2 separate regions of the Sus scrofa genome follow, and region 1 is linked to region 2. A link is a contact called in public HiChIP or PLAC-seq data. All regions are on one chromosome and are shown on one strand. The core of a region is the stretch at or near the end of the contact, and the rest is flanking DNA. Distances in the headings are between cores, read along the strand shown. Region 1 overlaps FNDC3B (fibronectin type III domain-containing protein 3B). Region 2 has its middle 78 kb from the start of TMEM212.

Evidence for each region. HiChIP or PLAC-seq counts read pairs in DNA pulled down with a chosen protein or histone mark.
Region 1: an H3K27ac HiChIP or PLAC-seq map of alveolar macrophages shows a contact between it and region 2. The contact joins two enhancer-like sites. A contact is called at or near these places in 1 of 47 Hi-C or Micro-C datasets (embryonic fibroblasts) and 1 of 2 datasets of contacts at active chromatin or transcription factors (alveolar macrophages).

The regions. Positions count from the first base shown.
Region 1 is chr13:110,723,596-110,730,969 of Sscrofa11.1, forward strand. All of the region lies in intron 3 of FNDC3B (fibronectin type III domain-containing protein 3B), which reads left to right. Among named protein-coding and RNA genes, the nearest start is that of FNDC3B, 140 kb to the left of the region's middle. Within about 2 kb of position 5,721, at least 38 of the 83 cell types and tissues checked have an H3K27ac peak or open chromatin away from gene starts, as enhancers often do. A contact at or near this core is called in alveolar macrophages, where this site is marked.
Region 2 is chr13:110,488,720-110,496,005 of Sscrofa11.1, forward strand. No RefSeq gene overlaps it. Among named protein-coding and RNA genes, the nearest start is that of TMEM212, 78 kb to the left of the region's middle. Within about 2 kb of position 5,327, at least 4 of the 83 cell types and tissues checked have an H3K27ac peak or open chromatin away from gene starts, as enhancers often do. A contact at or near this core is called in alveolar macrophages, where this site is marked.

The DNA.
Region 1 (7,374 bases), core at 4,471-6,970, 240 kb after region 2:
TCAGCACTAAAGCATCTGTGTACTGCATTCATAGAAGAATCCTTTATTCTCTCAGTATTGTCTGATGTTGTTTATTTCTGGTTCCACTGAAGCTTTTCATTTCTCAGACCAAATGATATTAAAGTCAGCAAATTTTAAGGAAGCGGAGCTATCAGACAGAAGTATAGTAATAAGGCTAAAACTACATGAAGGGGATACAAGAATTCCTAGAGCATGGTAGCTTTCAGTGAGATTTCTATTTAAAGTATTGATACTTTTAGAGGCTTAACCTTCTGCAGGACACCTCATCTCATTCTTTATATTCATGAGATCATTTTTGTTAGTTGCCTTTAAATTAGAGCCAAATAAAAATAATCTCTGAGCTGGGTTAGAAAACTCAGTTCCTGCTGTAACTGCAGATTTCCTGGGGAGGACGAAGGAGGGGCCAGTGATCAGAGAGGATTCTAGAGCTTCCCTTCAGAGTTCTTCCCCAGGATGATGATGGTCAAGTAAGATCATGTGAGGCTGTTTTATGATTGGTAAGTACTGAGGGAACCATGAGTTTATCTGCAGCTGTAGCTTGGTGTTTATTAGTATTTGTTGTAAAGCTGGTTTAGTGTTGCTGAATTTTCTTAGCTTTTGCTTATCTGTGACACTTTTAATTTCTCCTTCAAATCTGAATGAGAGCCTTGCTGGGTAAGGTAGTCTTGCTTGGAGGTGTTTTCCTTTCATCATGTTAAGTATATCATGCCACTCCCTTCTGGCCTGCAGAGTTTCTGCTGAAAAATCTGCTGATAACCTTGATAACTTTACTGGGGTTCCCTTGTGTGTTATTTGTTTCTTTTCCCTAGCTGCTTTCACTGTTTTCTCTTTGTCTTTAATTTTGGTCAGTTTGATTAATATGTGTCTCAGGGTGTAATCCTTGGGTTTATTTTACATGGTACTCCTGGATTTGATTAAGTGCTTTTGCGCTTCCTGGATTTGATTGAGTGGTTCCTTCCTCATGTTAGGAGAATTTTCGACTATTATATCTCTTGGAATATTTTTTCTGTCCCCTTCTCTCTCTCTTCTTCTTCTGGCACCCCTATAATATGGATATTGGTGTGTTTAACGTTGTCCCAGAGTTTTCTGAGACTCTCTTCATTTGTTTTCAATCTTTTTTCTCTTTTCTGTTCCACATCCACAATTTCCACTAATCTGTCCTCCACCTCGCTTATTTGTTCTTCTGCCTCCTGTATTCTGCTGTTGGCTGCTTCTAGTGAATTTTTTATTTCAGTTATTGTATTTTGCATCTCTTCTTGCTTGTTTTATATCTTGTATCTCTTTGTTTAGTGTTTCCTATAAGTAGTCCATCTTTGCCTCCAGTTTATTTCCAATGTCTTGCGTCATCTTCAGCATCAACAGTCTAAAGTCTTTTTCCTGGAGGCTGAGAATCCCCTGATCACTTAGCTGTTTTCTGGCGTTTTTTTCTTTCTCCCTCATCTGAGTTATAGTTCTCTGTCTTTTCATTTTTATAGGTTTTTGGTGTGGTGACGTTTTTACAGATAATCGAGTTCTAGCCTCTCTTACTTCTGGTGTCTGCCCCCCTTGTGGCTGAAGTTGGTATGGGGGGGTACTTGCCATAGGCTTCCTGATGGGATGGACTGATGACTGCCCACTGGTAGGTGGAGCTGATTCCTATGCCTCTGGTGGGTGGGGCTTTGTTTCTGGATGGGATTAGAGGCTGCTGTGTGCCTGGGGGTGGGACTGTGATCCCACTTGGATTGTTGTTTGCCCTGGGGCTTCTCATCACTGACTGATGGGTGGGGCCAGATTTTCCCAAAATGGCCACCTCCAGAGAAAGGCAGCTGCTGAATATTCCCGAGAGCTCTGCTTCCAAAGTCTTTCCCCCACAATAAGCCACATTCACCCCTGTTTTCCCAGGAGGTCCTTCAAGAACTGCAGTTAGGTTTGACTCAGATTCCTATGGAGACTTTGCTTTGCCCTGGGACCCAGTGCATGTGAAAGTCCATGTGTGCCTTTTAAGAATGGGGTCTCTGTTTCCCCCAGTCCTATGGAGCTCCTGCACACACGCCCCACTGGCCTTCAATGCCAGATGCTCTGGCGGCTCTTCTCCCAGTGCCAGATCCCCACACATGGGAGTTTGATGTGGGGCTTAGAACTCTCACTCCTATAGGTGAGTCTCTGTGAACCAGTTACTTTCCAGTCTGTGGGGCTTCCCACCCAGGAGGTATGGGGTTGTTTATATTGTGAAATCACCCCTCCACCTCTTGATGTGGCCTCCTCTCTGTCTTCTGGAATAGGATATCTTTTTGAAGGTTTCTGGTCCATTTGGTTGAAGATTGCTCAGCATGTAGTTGTAAATTTTGTTCTTTCTAGGATAGAAGTTGAGCTCCAGTCCTTCTATTCTGCCATCTTAATCCCATCTCCCAGCTTGGTGTTTATTAAAGTGAGGCTGATAGTACTTTTCTGAATGACCTGCAATGCCTGTTAATAATTAATATTCCGATTCCTGGACCTCATCCTTTGTCTACTGAATCAGATTCTCTGAGGGCAGGGATCAGAGATTATACATTTTAACAGACTCCCTGGGCATTTCTTCTGCACTTTATGCTAGAGCTTCTTACATTACAAGTTGCAACCTTTTGAAATTTGAAGTTGCTAGTTGTGAGACTTTGCTTTTGGCTAGAGGGGAGTATGAATGTGGTAGCTCAGTGAGAGCTCACAAAAAAGTTACTAAGTGAAGAGTTTCCCAGACATCTTTACTGTCTTGGAAATAAGGGTGAAAGATTCATGTCTTGAAAACATGAGTTTCTGCTACCCTTAATTGATGTAATTCTCCCTATAGCCCTGAAGAAGGTACAATTTTTATCACCCCCATTTTTTTCCCGGGGTCAAACTGAGGGTTAGGAGAGGCTTAGTAACTTGCTCAGAACCACACTCTTCGCCCAGGAGCTGAACTTGAACTCCAATATGAGCCTAAAGCTGAACTTCTCAGCCTCTGTCCATGCTGGATTGCCAGGTGCAGACAGAAGCAAGGGGAGGCAGGTGGAAGCCACTATCACTGCAGCAGTGGGCCAGGAGGACATCATACAGACCGAAACAGCAGAAAACCCGGTACGGATGGTACACCAATGTGTGAATTCCAGCCCTAGGAGAGACATTTGTAGGAAGCTAGCAGCTTTGTCACCTGAAAGCTCGTATGTTGACCTTCTAAGGCAAGGTAGAAGAGAAGATTACAAGTTCTACTTAAAACTGCCTGTGAACTTTTCCTAAGACTTCGGGAGTCAATGCATTTTCTTGACAGAGGGTAAGATGCAGATTAAAAAAAGTTAAGGGGCCTGTCTAAAATCTCACAAGGCATCAAGGTTTTGGGAACAACAGGGGAAAAAGGGAGGAGAGAAAGCACTGAAAATTTGATGTGTGAAGATGGGTGAGCCGGGATGGCCTTGAAATCCCATATTCTTGTCATTTTATTATGTCTTGGAACCAAAGATAACCAAGAAAATGATGGTTAAAAGGGATAAAAATGTGAGTTATAATAGAAGGTCACAGAAAAGGCAGTTGGAAGAAGCTTAAGGTAGTTTGGGGGTAAAAAGCCTGTGTTGCCTTCTGAGAGCCTCGGAGTCTCTTATTTCCATACTGCCCTGTTCAATTTCAGCTCCCTCACACAGTGGGTAAGCTTTAGTATTTCTGATGTTCATACTTCTGCCTTGTGATTAAATATGAATACCATAAATATTCGAATTTGACTAGAAAATTGATTTGTCTTTGGAATGTCTAGTTTTAAAAAAGTTTACTGTACATTTGCTATTCAATAGAGGCCAGTGGACTGTGGAATCTCATAAAAAATAGCAGTTGTGATCAGGGTTAATGTAGGATGTAAGCTTGCAGAAAGTACTTTGAGGCAATTAAAACAGCTCTATTCAAACAACATTCATCCCATAGATACAGGGGGATAGCATGAACTGAAACTCCTGGGTTTTTATGCTGCCTCCTCCCTGCTAACCACATACATACACACATTCCTCAGCTGTAAAGGTTTACCCAGGTGATTTCATCTCCTTGGCCTAACTTTCCTCACCAGTCTGATGAGAAGAGTTAGTGGATGCTTTTACGTTCCACAGTCATCAACTGAAGTTTGTGGTGGCCCCAGCTAACCCCCATTCTGACCTAGTGACTCACGGAGACATTTTTCTTCTTCCTCCTCTCTTCACATTTACACGTTTTGATTGCATTATTGCTTGTACTTAGTGGGGCCGTAGGCAAAGCATGTCATCCTCTGAAGCACATAGAAGTGCGTGTGGACAGGCATGTTGCCCCTGGTTCTGGCCATGCCTCTGCCATCCATTCAGCTGGATGGTGTTTCTGCAAAGTGGACCATGACTCTCCTGGGGGTTTGGTAGAGCAGACTCCTGGCCCTCTTGCAGATCTATTGAGGAGGAATCTCTGGAAGTAAGGCTCTAGACTCTGTATTTTAAGAAGCCTCCAAAGTGATCTTTGGGCTCACTACAAATTGGTAGCCTGAGTGATTTAGTTCTAAGTAGGTATTACAGTCTTTCGATATATCCCATGGTTCTCTGAAGACAGGGTCCGTGCTGTACGTGTACGTGTGTGTATGAATAAAACTTCTCAGAATAAGTTGTGGTCATCTGGTTTGTCTCTTCATGTAACAAATATTTGCATGCTTATTGTATACAAAACCTTGTGTTAGTTGCTGTGGGAATAGAGGCAGAACAGATCTCAGTGACTGATGAGTTACGAGGGACATGGTTTATGGCTGGGTTTATAGCGGGGTGTGGGAATCTCGATGTGCCATTAAGAGAAAAGGGAACACAGGCAGAGTGGGCAGCAGCTTTGGGAGAGGAGATGCCTGTGTAAATGGGAGTCTTTAGAGTGATGATGAAATAAGCCTGAATTTCCACAACTAGTTATGAAACTGGTACCCCTTAAAGATTCATAGTATTGTAGACTATGGGGGAAGGGGAGTCTTTTAGATGCTGTTTCAGTCTCTTCAGAAGCAGGAAAAACTGGTATCATTTGGAGGCTATCTGGTTTAGGTCAGAGGAAAAATATAATGAGGGAAGCCATTATGTTTAAAGATGACCTTTCCTCTCAGACTTGAGAGAGGCTGGTGTTCTTAATAACCTCTAATTGATTTTGAATCTCTAACAGAATGACCCCTAGAAATAAAATTTGAAGTGATGTAGGCATGCTAAGTAGATATGTTCATTTAGTATTTTTAAAACATGCCTTTAGAGCTTGCTCTCCATGGTCAAGGAAAGTGTTGGCATGTCATCTTTAAAGTGCGCCACCAGGCTCCCCTCTTCCTCCTTGGCTAAGGGAGGGGGGCACAGACTGCTGTTCTCACCCACTGAGTGCATTTCCACAGGTAGCCTCATGGTGTTTCCCCAGACTGCTTAATAAATGAAAGTCAACTGTTACTGCTTTTTCCTTACTTTGGCCTGAAGATGATGCAGGGTGGCCTGTTGAGTTTCAGAGGGTCTTAGAATTCTAACCAGAAGTAGTATTAAGTGTGTGTGCCCTTCTCAACAGCAGTGGCCTCAGCACTGAGTTGTTTTTGCAGTTGTGGCTGTGACTTCCCTTCGTTCCCCCAGAATCGGTATGGTACACTGGGAGAAATCCTTTGCCAACAGGACCGGAAGTGACAAGTGAAGGTTGGGCTCAGTGGAGGAGAACAATTCAAGGAGCTGGTGTAGTCACAGGAAGGACAGAGTCAGGAAGAAGCATGAGTCAGCCTGGTGGTTGTCCGTGGTCTTCTCACACCAGCCGCAGCAGATCTGGGGACAAAGATTGAGTCAGAGCTGCCTGGCCGGAGGTCTGGGCAGCGCAGTGGATGTGATATGCCAGACACCAAGAGAACTTCCTGAGGCTTAGAGCTTTCTGGGCTCTTCTTGTTGTGTGGGAACCTATGATGAGCACCATGCTTTTTGCCTCATCCCCTATCCTGAGCCTCAGCCCTGGCAGAGCCCTGGAGGCAGTACTGGGTACATTTTTGCCAGTGGTGCTTTCAGAATAAGTGGTCAGGGTGTGATTTGCATTTGGCATTATCAGCAGTGCTACACCCAAATGCAAATGCTAAGAACCTGTTAAGGACAGAGGACTCTAATATGGAATCTTGAAGAAATTTCTCTACTTTGAGCATAGTATGCATGTTTTTAATGCCAGTGGAAGTAAAAACGCATTGGTAATTTGGAGTGAATTTTAAGGGTTCTTATAGTAGAATCTGTTTAATTTAGTGACAGGATGTAATGAACTTTGAGTACATGAATGAGACATAGAGATGAAGAATTTTACTTGTTTAAAAAAGGGTTAAAAAAGAACTGAGTCTTACACAAAGCTTTCTGCTCCAAAGCCCCACCCCTTTTGCCACACTAGCGGCAGAGAAATTACAGAAAGCTGATTGTGTTGTCTATTTGGCAAGTCAAAGCAAGATACAGCAAGCTAAAAAGATGACTATCCCAGATTGCTTTCACTTTCTGTGACATAAAGGTTCTAAATATAAGAAATAAGAAGCCCCTGGGCAGTTGCTCTTTGGAATTTGTGTGGACAGATCCAGGTCATCCTTGTACTTCTTTGTGCTTTTTAAGAAGTGAGACTTTCTGATTAGGGGGTCAGAATTTCTGTCTGATAGCTCTTAAGTTTGATTTGTTACAAACTTTAAATTTATAATTTCTGATAAAATAGGAAACAAAAATTGCTTTCTTGCTCTCGATTTCATTATCAGAGGTTTACATTAGTCACGTATTAAAACCTTGAATTTCTCCTCTACTTTACAAATACATTAAACAACTCTGATTTTTATTTCATTTTTGCTCTGTTATTAATGCATTTGCTTTAATTAATTATATGTCCAGTATGGTTCTTAAAGAACTTTGTCAGAATGTGTCATTTTTACTGACTTTTGGCTGTTGTTCAAATATAGTAAAGTTATTAATTGGTCTTAATGTTTGCTTTATAAGAAAATGCAATCTAGGAGTTCCCATTGTGGCTCAGCGGAAACGAATCTGACTAGGAACCATGAGGTTGCGGGTTTGATCCCTGGCCTCGCTTAGTGAAAGATCCGGCATTGCTATGAGCTGTGGTGTAGGTCACAGACGTGGCTCGGATCCCGAGTTGTTGTGGCTGTGGTTTAGTCCGGCAGCTGTAGCTCTGATTGGACCCCTAGACTGGGAACCTCCATATGCCACAGGTGTGGCCCTAAAAAGACAAAAACACCAAAAAAACATTTCTTCCAGTCTTTAGTGGCATATTATGCTTCTACTTATCCAGGTTTTGCTAGTCTTAGGTAGCAGTTTATGTGCCTGGTCTATTAACCCTTTTAAGAATTACTGAATTTGGAGTTCCCATTGTGGCGCAACAGAAACGAATCTG
Region 2 (7,286 bases), core at 4,077-6,576:
TAACAAGATTTGGGAGTAAAAAACATGAAACCAGAAGAACTTGGGAAAATGAGATTGCAACTATAAATTCTGTAATTAATTTGCTTTACAAGTTTTTTTGGAGATGCTAGGTCACCAAATGACATCTTGGATTTGCTTTTTATTTAGTCAAAACATATAAAAACATATATTACTGGTGGCCAGATTGTGGTCTAAGCATATTTTCCATCCAATTATCCAGTTTTGATATGAAGAAAACTATAGTCATATTTTTCTTTAATTTCACTTCAGACATTCTTTACTTATGCCTCTGCAGAGATCTCAGGATTTTAGTTAATTCACATTTCCCCAGGCTTCCATAGCTTGAGGATACTAATAGAGTCACATTAATGATAAAAACCTAAAGGAACTTACTCCTCTCCTACATTCCAGGGGATCCATCTGCAAGGCCTCAGCTGCCTGTTCTTCTCAAGTATGTCCAGAAGCCCCTGGATGTGTACCATGTGTGCTTCTAGAGGGGTTTGCCTCTGGTAGTTGCATTCCTTCTGTCTCACCACCCACTGGACAACCACTGCACGCCACCATGTCTGAGGGTCCCACTGTCTTTTGCAAGAGTGGAGGCAGCAAACTTCTTTGAGTCAAAGGCTTAAAGTTTCAGAGTATAGTGTTGGGAAGTGGGCAAGAATGATTCATTTCTCTCTTGCCATTGTACAACGAGCCAGTTCTGCTCCTGCCTCAGAACCACGCTTTTAAGTAAAGCTGCTCTTTGTTTTCATTTCTGATAACTCTGCTTTCTCTCCATAGGACTCAGCTACAAGTCTAGTGGGGTTTTGGCCTGGAGTTAAAATCTAAGTAACAATCACCTTGCTGAACTCAAAATCATCTCTCCCCTCCTTTGCCTAGCTCCTTCTTCTCTTATGGTGAAGTCTCTCCACAGGATGTTTCTCAGCGCGCATTTAATAGGTTTCTGGTGTGTTCTTTCTGCAAGCTGGCCAGACATGTCTACTTAGATTGAAGCTGGGACTTCTGTTGCACTCATAGTCCAAAGAGGCTGTGTACTCTTTGTAAAAAAAAAAAAAAAATGTTTAATAATCTTGCTGTTGAATTAAATTTGTTTTAATGAATTTGTTGTGAATAGAGCCAAAACTGGTCTTTTTAAAATAGCACATGATTCTACCATTGATTCAGTCATTATCAGTCTTAAGAGGTTAAGTAGAAATGGTTGAGGTGATTGATATCACCATAGGGTAATACACACTAGGGTAATTCAGGAGAAATTTCTGTTGAGAATCAAGGAGAAAACATTATTATTGAGGAACAAGTTTGAAAACTCTTTCAGAAAGACACTTAGTAGGAGAAATTTGTTTAAGGTGAAAATAACATAATTTGAGAGAGAAGTTGGTTTCTGGTAGAAAAGTTTTGCTTCAGGAGGGTTCCATCAGGAAGTAAAAACATTGGCTGCCAAGGAACTTAAGCAATAAGCAAGCTACAAATATTCAAGACCTTGTGAGGCTGGAAAATGATACTAGAGAGATCCTGTGGATCACTGTACAGTAGTGAATGATGATGCAGTATTAGTACATTAATATGGAAAGATCGCAAGTATTTTGACCAATTAGAAGACAACTGAAAAAAGGATGTGGTTAAGAGAGAATAGAACCAATTATTTTTTAAATCCACATACTTCACCATGCCTTGTTTGATTAAGATGTTTGTTTCTTTCTCTATTTTGGCACTGCATCTATTTATATTGGTAAAAAGAAATACCTAACTAGCCACGTTACTAAAATGCATTTTAACGCCATTGTGACTTTATTCCTTGCTATGCTGGTCTTGCAGTACTACACCAGGTAGCAATTTTCTCCAAAATGACAAGCAACAGAGACTGGATTCCAGAAAGGAAACCTAAACAACTCCCACAGAATGGCCACAGGAATATCTTATATAAATACAATGAGATATCACCTCATACCTATTAGAATGGCTATTATCAAAAAGATGAGATAGAGTTCCTGACGTGGCTCAGTGGAAACAAATCTGAGTAGCATCCATGAGGACACAGCTTCGATCCCTGGCCTTGCTCAGTGGGTTAAGGATCCGGTGTTGCCGTGAGCGATGGTGTAGGTTGCAGATTCAGCTAGGATCCTGCATTGCTGTGGCTATAGGTCAGCAGCTATAGCTCTGATTTGACCCCTGGCCTGGGAACCTCCATATGCTGTGGGTACAGACCTAAAAAGAGACAAAAAAAGAAAAGAAAAGAAAACAAATGGCTGAGATGTGGAGGAAAAGGAACCAGCCATGCACTGTTGGTGGGAATGTAAATTGGTGCAGCCACTATGCAAAACAGTATGGAGGTCTCTCAAAAAATTAAAAATAGAACTTCCATTTGATCCAACAATCCCACTCCTGGGTATACATCCAAAAGACACAAATCATATCCTTAAAAATGTATCTGCACCCCCCCCATGTCCATTGCAGCATTATTTACAATAGCCAAGGCATGGAGCTAACCTAAGTATACATCAGCGGATAAATGGATAAAGAAAATGTGATACACACACACACACACACACACACACACATATATATATACACACACACACACACAATAAATATTATTCAGCCATAAAAAAGAAGGAAATCCTGCCATTTGCAGCAACTGAATGAAATCTGAGGGCATTTGAGGGTAAGTAAAATAAGCCAGACAGAGAAAGACAAAATACTGTATGATCTCACATATGTGGAATCTAAAAAAGCCAAATGCATAGAAACAGAGTGTAGAATGGTGGCAGTTCGGGGAAATGAGGAGAGGTTGGTCAAAGGGCAAAAACATTCAATTATAAAATGAGTAAGTTCTAAGGATCTAATGAACTATAGTCAGCATGGTGACTATAGTTAACAGTACTGTATTATATGCCTGAAATTTGCTAAGGGGATAGATCTTAAATGTTCTCATCATACACACACACACACACACACACACACACACACACACACACACACACACAGAGGTGATGGATATGTTAACTAACCTTATGGTAATCTTTTCATAATATGTAAATATATCACATTGTCTACCTTTAATTTACGTAATGTTATATGTGAAATATACCTCAATTAAGCTGGAGGAGGGAGAAAATATTTTACAAAAGTTATTAGGATAAAAACTCTCAAAAACATAAGACCTTTTTAGCTTTTTGAGTAAAATACTGAAGAATATGTAGTTTTTAAAAGTATATTTACTCACTAAAATATTTATGGACACCTATTAGTTTCTGGGTACCAGTCTAGACCCTGTGACTATGGTAAGGTATGAGATACTGCCCAGGGTCTCAGGTAGCTCACCATCTATCAGGGGCTCATGATGTGATCCAGGGAGAGTGACTGCTTTCATTCCTTCTCCACTCCAAGCTCATTTCTTCCTTAGGGACTCGTCATCCATCCCCAGTTTTATCCATATCATCATGCTTTTGGAGCGTCACCTCCATCAGAGGGTCCTTCCCTGTTTCCCACCTACTCACTATCTAATGAACATCTCATCCTATTTATTTCCTTCAAAGATCTGTATCACATTTTTATTGGAAAATAATTTGTTCATATATTTATTATTTTTCTTTTTCTACTAGAATGCAAGTTTCATGTGAACAGATTATTTCCTGACTTATTTATGGGTACATGTATTTCCAGTATCAAGAAGAGTACCTGGGAAGAACACTGTAACAGTACTGAATAAGAGAATGAATGATAGAAGCTGGATGAATGAATGCAGAATTAATTTATTTCAATCCAATATGATTATTGCTATGGTGGAGAAAAAATCTGGGTACCTCCTTGTATCTAATCAACGAAGGGGAGGAGGAGACAAGGATTACTTCCTAGAGGACATAGAAACATGGACTTGAGAGAGGGGACTGATCTGGAACTTCGTGTAGCTCAGTATGTCCAAAGATAGAAGGAAATGAGGATTGGGGCAGGGGGATTGAGGGGGTAGATGGAGAAGGAGAAAAGGGCAGAAAGCTGGGACCCACCCTTAAAAAATTAGCCTCATTCAGCCTTTATCCTGAGGGGCAGAGGGAGCAGATAGACTATGAACGGTGGCAGGTGTTGGTGGGGGGAGGGACAGGAAATGAAGACAGATCTGCCTTGTAGAATGCTTCACCAGAAGCATTGTGGAAAATGGGATGGAAGAGACCAGTAAGCCAGGTGACTCAGTAATGCAGGCAAGAAATAATGAAGAACTGAACTAAACCCAGGCTCATGGGAACAGAGCAGGAGGAAGTGTCTGGGGAGACCATCTGGGGATAAATCAACAACAGAAGGAGGAGTCAAGTTCAATTCCTCAGCTAGCTCTATTTCTTCAGCTTAGTTCTCTATTTCATATAAAGCAGTCCCAAGCACTATACCTTGGAAACTCCAGTGAGGCTGAGGGCGCACCTTCCAGATCAAACTTATGGCCATGTGGTCTGAGAGGACAGCTTCAGGGGTCAACCATTCCTGCTAGAGGCAGAAAACAAGGCCCAGGCAACTTTATTTAGGCCTACAAGTTAGCTTTAAGCTAGGCTACTTATATTCTGATATATACTGTAGGCTAGAATTTCTGTCTGCTTCTAATCAAAAGCTTCTGTTTCCTTGCTAATCAAAATCCCTTTTAGATAAGGATATCTATTCACATCTATACTTACCCAGCAGGTATTTGGTGAAGGCCTACAATGTACTAGGTTCCAGGAAACAAAGTCCCTGCCCCCAAGCAATCTATAATTTAGTGAAGGGGACAAAGAAAACGATAATTAAAATACGCTGTTGTTATAAGTACTGTAATAGAAGTACACCTAAGCAAAGCACAAAGCAGAGACCCTTAAGCCAAAGATGAGTTTAGGACTGGCTGTCTTAAATAAGTTAGAGATAAGAATAGCTCCTCAAAAAGAAAAACAACTTCTAACTAAAGGAAGATAAATATCTATTAAAAAGTAGTAGCTCAGGTATAAATAAACACAAGTGCATCAAAAGTATTCATAGTAAGTGATATTTTTGAGTGCATGAAATGTGCCAGGAGCTATGGGTCTTGAATGTTTTTTTTTCTTAGTTCATCTTCATACCAACCTTATGAGGTATTAATACTTTCCTCATTTTACAGGTGAAAAAGCTGAGGTTCAGAAAGGTTAAATACTTGGCTTTAGGCCACACAATAGCAGTAAAGCTGGGATTCATAGCCGGGCAGTCTCCTGAATGCAGGCTTTCCTATCTGGGATGTGGCCCTGCCCTCCACAGTTAGAGCCATTTGTCTACCTATCAGTCCTCCACAGTGTTTAAGAGATTTGCCCACTGTCTCACACAGTATGGGTAGGGAATTCAACCCAGTTGGCTGAGCTCCAGTGCTTCTGCTTTTTCACACAGCCCTGTCTTTAGGCTGAATGTGTAGTCTTTACTGAGAAAAGAACGAGGAAATAACACTAGTAGAAATGCAGAAAATTCCCTTCATTTTCTTCTCTGTCTCAGTTCTCTAAGGGATGAGCCAAGCCCCATTCCTGCCAAGTTCCCTGGTTCCACAGAGGACTCTCTCAGAGGTTACAAAGCCTGGGGCAGGAGAGAGTGTGGGCTGGTGGAGCTAACTCATCCCCATCCCTTCCTTCCTACATCATTGCCCAGAGAGTACTGAGAAAGCTGGCAGTCCCTGACAGGCAATCATTCCCAATGAATGTTTGACTATAACTGCTGTATTGGGTGGACAAATAAATACCTTTTTAACAAAACGAAAACTGGAAATGTGCGATTATTTATGAAAAACTGAGAGGTTAGCAGAAATTTATGTTGAGATTCTTCAATATATGTATCCCAGCATCCCAAGAGCTGGCTAACCATGGAATCAGAGGTCCTGTTACCTTTGATAATCACATCTCACCAACTCCTTCCTGTATAACTGCAAGATCTGGTCATTTCCACACATAGAGGAGGCCCAAGTCACTTTGGTGGGAGTCTGGGGTTTCTCACATAGTTTCCTGAGGTCCTTTCCCTCTCAGGCCTCCAAAATTTACAGCCACTGCTTTTGCTCCCCCGGCTGAAAGCTGCTTTCATGCCTCTTGCTATTTCCCTCAAAGGCAATGAGCTGGTCTCCCTTTAAGCCTCCCTGTGTAAGAAGACTGGCTCTTTTCCATCAAAATTAGGAGATGCATTTCCACACCTCTCCCTTACACCTTTCCAGCGTGGCCCTGAACCAGCACTGCTGGTGTTAAGAGTCTAAGGAATACACTTGTGATGAGTATTTACTCTCAGCCCTTTATCTCCATGGACCTCAGACTGGAAAGAGATTCCAGGATTCCTCCCCTCCCCATCTTCCTCCCCTGCTCCCTCTTAGGTAACTGCACAGAGGAGACTCTTGTCCTCATGCTCACCAACTAGTCCAAAGTGGAGCCTCGTTCACAATGGGAACCCAACAACCCATCAGTTCACACCACCCAGTCCAAACACTGGCCTTAGCCTAGATGCTACCTTCTCTAATGAACACAGTCATATAAAAATTATGACGGTACTGGATTATCTCTAGTAGGATTAAGTCTGCCAGGAGATTAGAAAAGTGGGAATACACACACACACACACACACACATACACACACAAATCTCATCTGCAAACTTGCCTAAGAGTTGTTCTTTTTCATTTGCAAAACAGACTCCAAGAGAGGAGCTTTCTCATGCTTTGTTGGAGCCTTTGGGAAGCCTTAGTAGACTGATGTAGAGAGAATACCATGACCCAGGTAGTCACAGAGCCTGCAGGGTTGATGGTGGGACCCCAACAGACAGAACAAGAAACTGTGAATCCATCAGTTACCCCACAATCTGAGTGAGTCACTGAATCTCTGAGCCTTACATTTGTTTTTATGCTAAAATGGGGTAACTACACCATCCTGATAAGCTTGTTTCAGTTCAACATAATTATCTATATTTTGTAAACTATAAGTGCCAAAAATATTAGTTGTTATAGTATCATTGGCAAGGAAGAAACAGCAGAAGTTTAGATGGGGGCAAAGGTAGAAAAGGGGGAACAGGGCAGGAGATTGAGATGAGATGAGTGTTCTCTAAAGATTATGGGGGTGGCAAGTCTTGGGGAGGTGCCTCAGGAGAGAGGAAGAATTCCTGGGTGAGAAGACTGAAAGAGGTGAAACGGACCAGTGATACTGTCTGACTGTCTAGACTGAGATTTTCTGAAGAGTCCTGGATGTTCTTCCAAATGGTCCATGGCCATCTCTTGCCTGATCTGAGAGGTAGTTCCTGCTAGTACACTGCAGAAACCTGAGGTCAGGAACCTTGCAAGC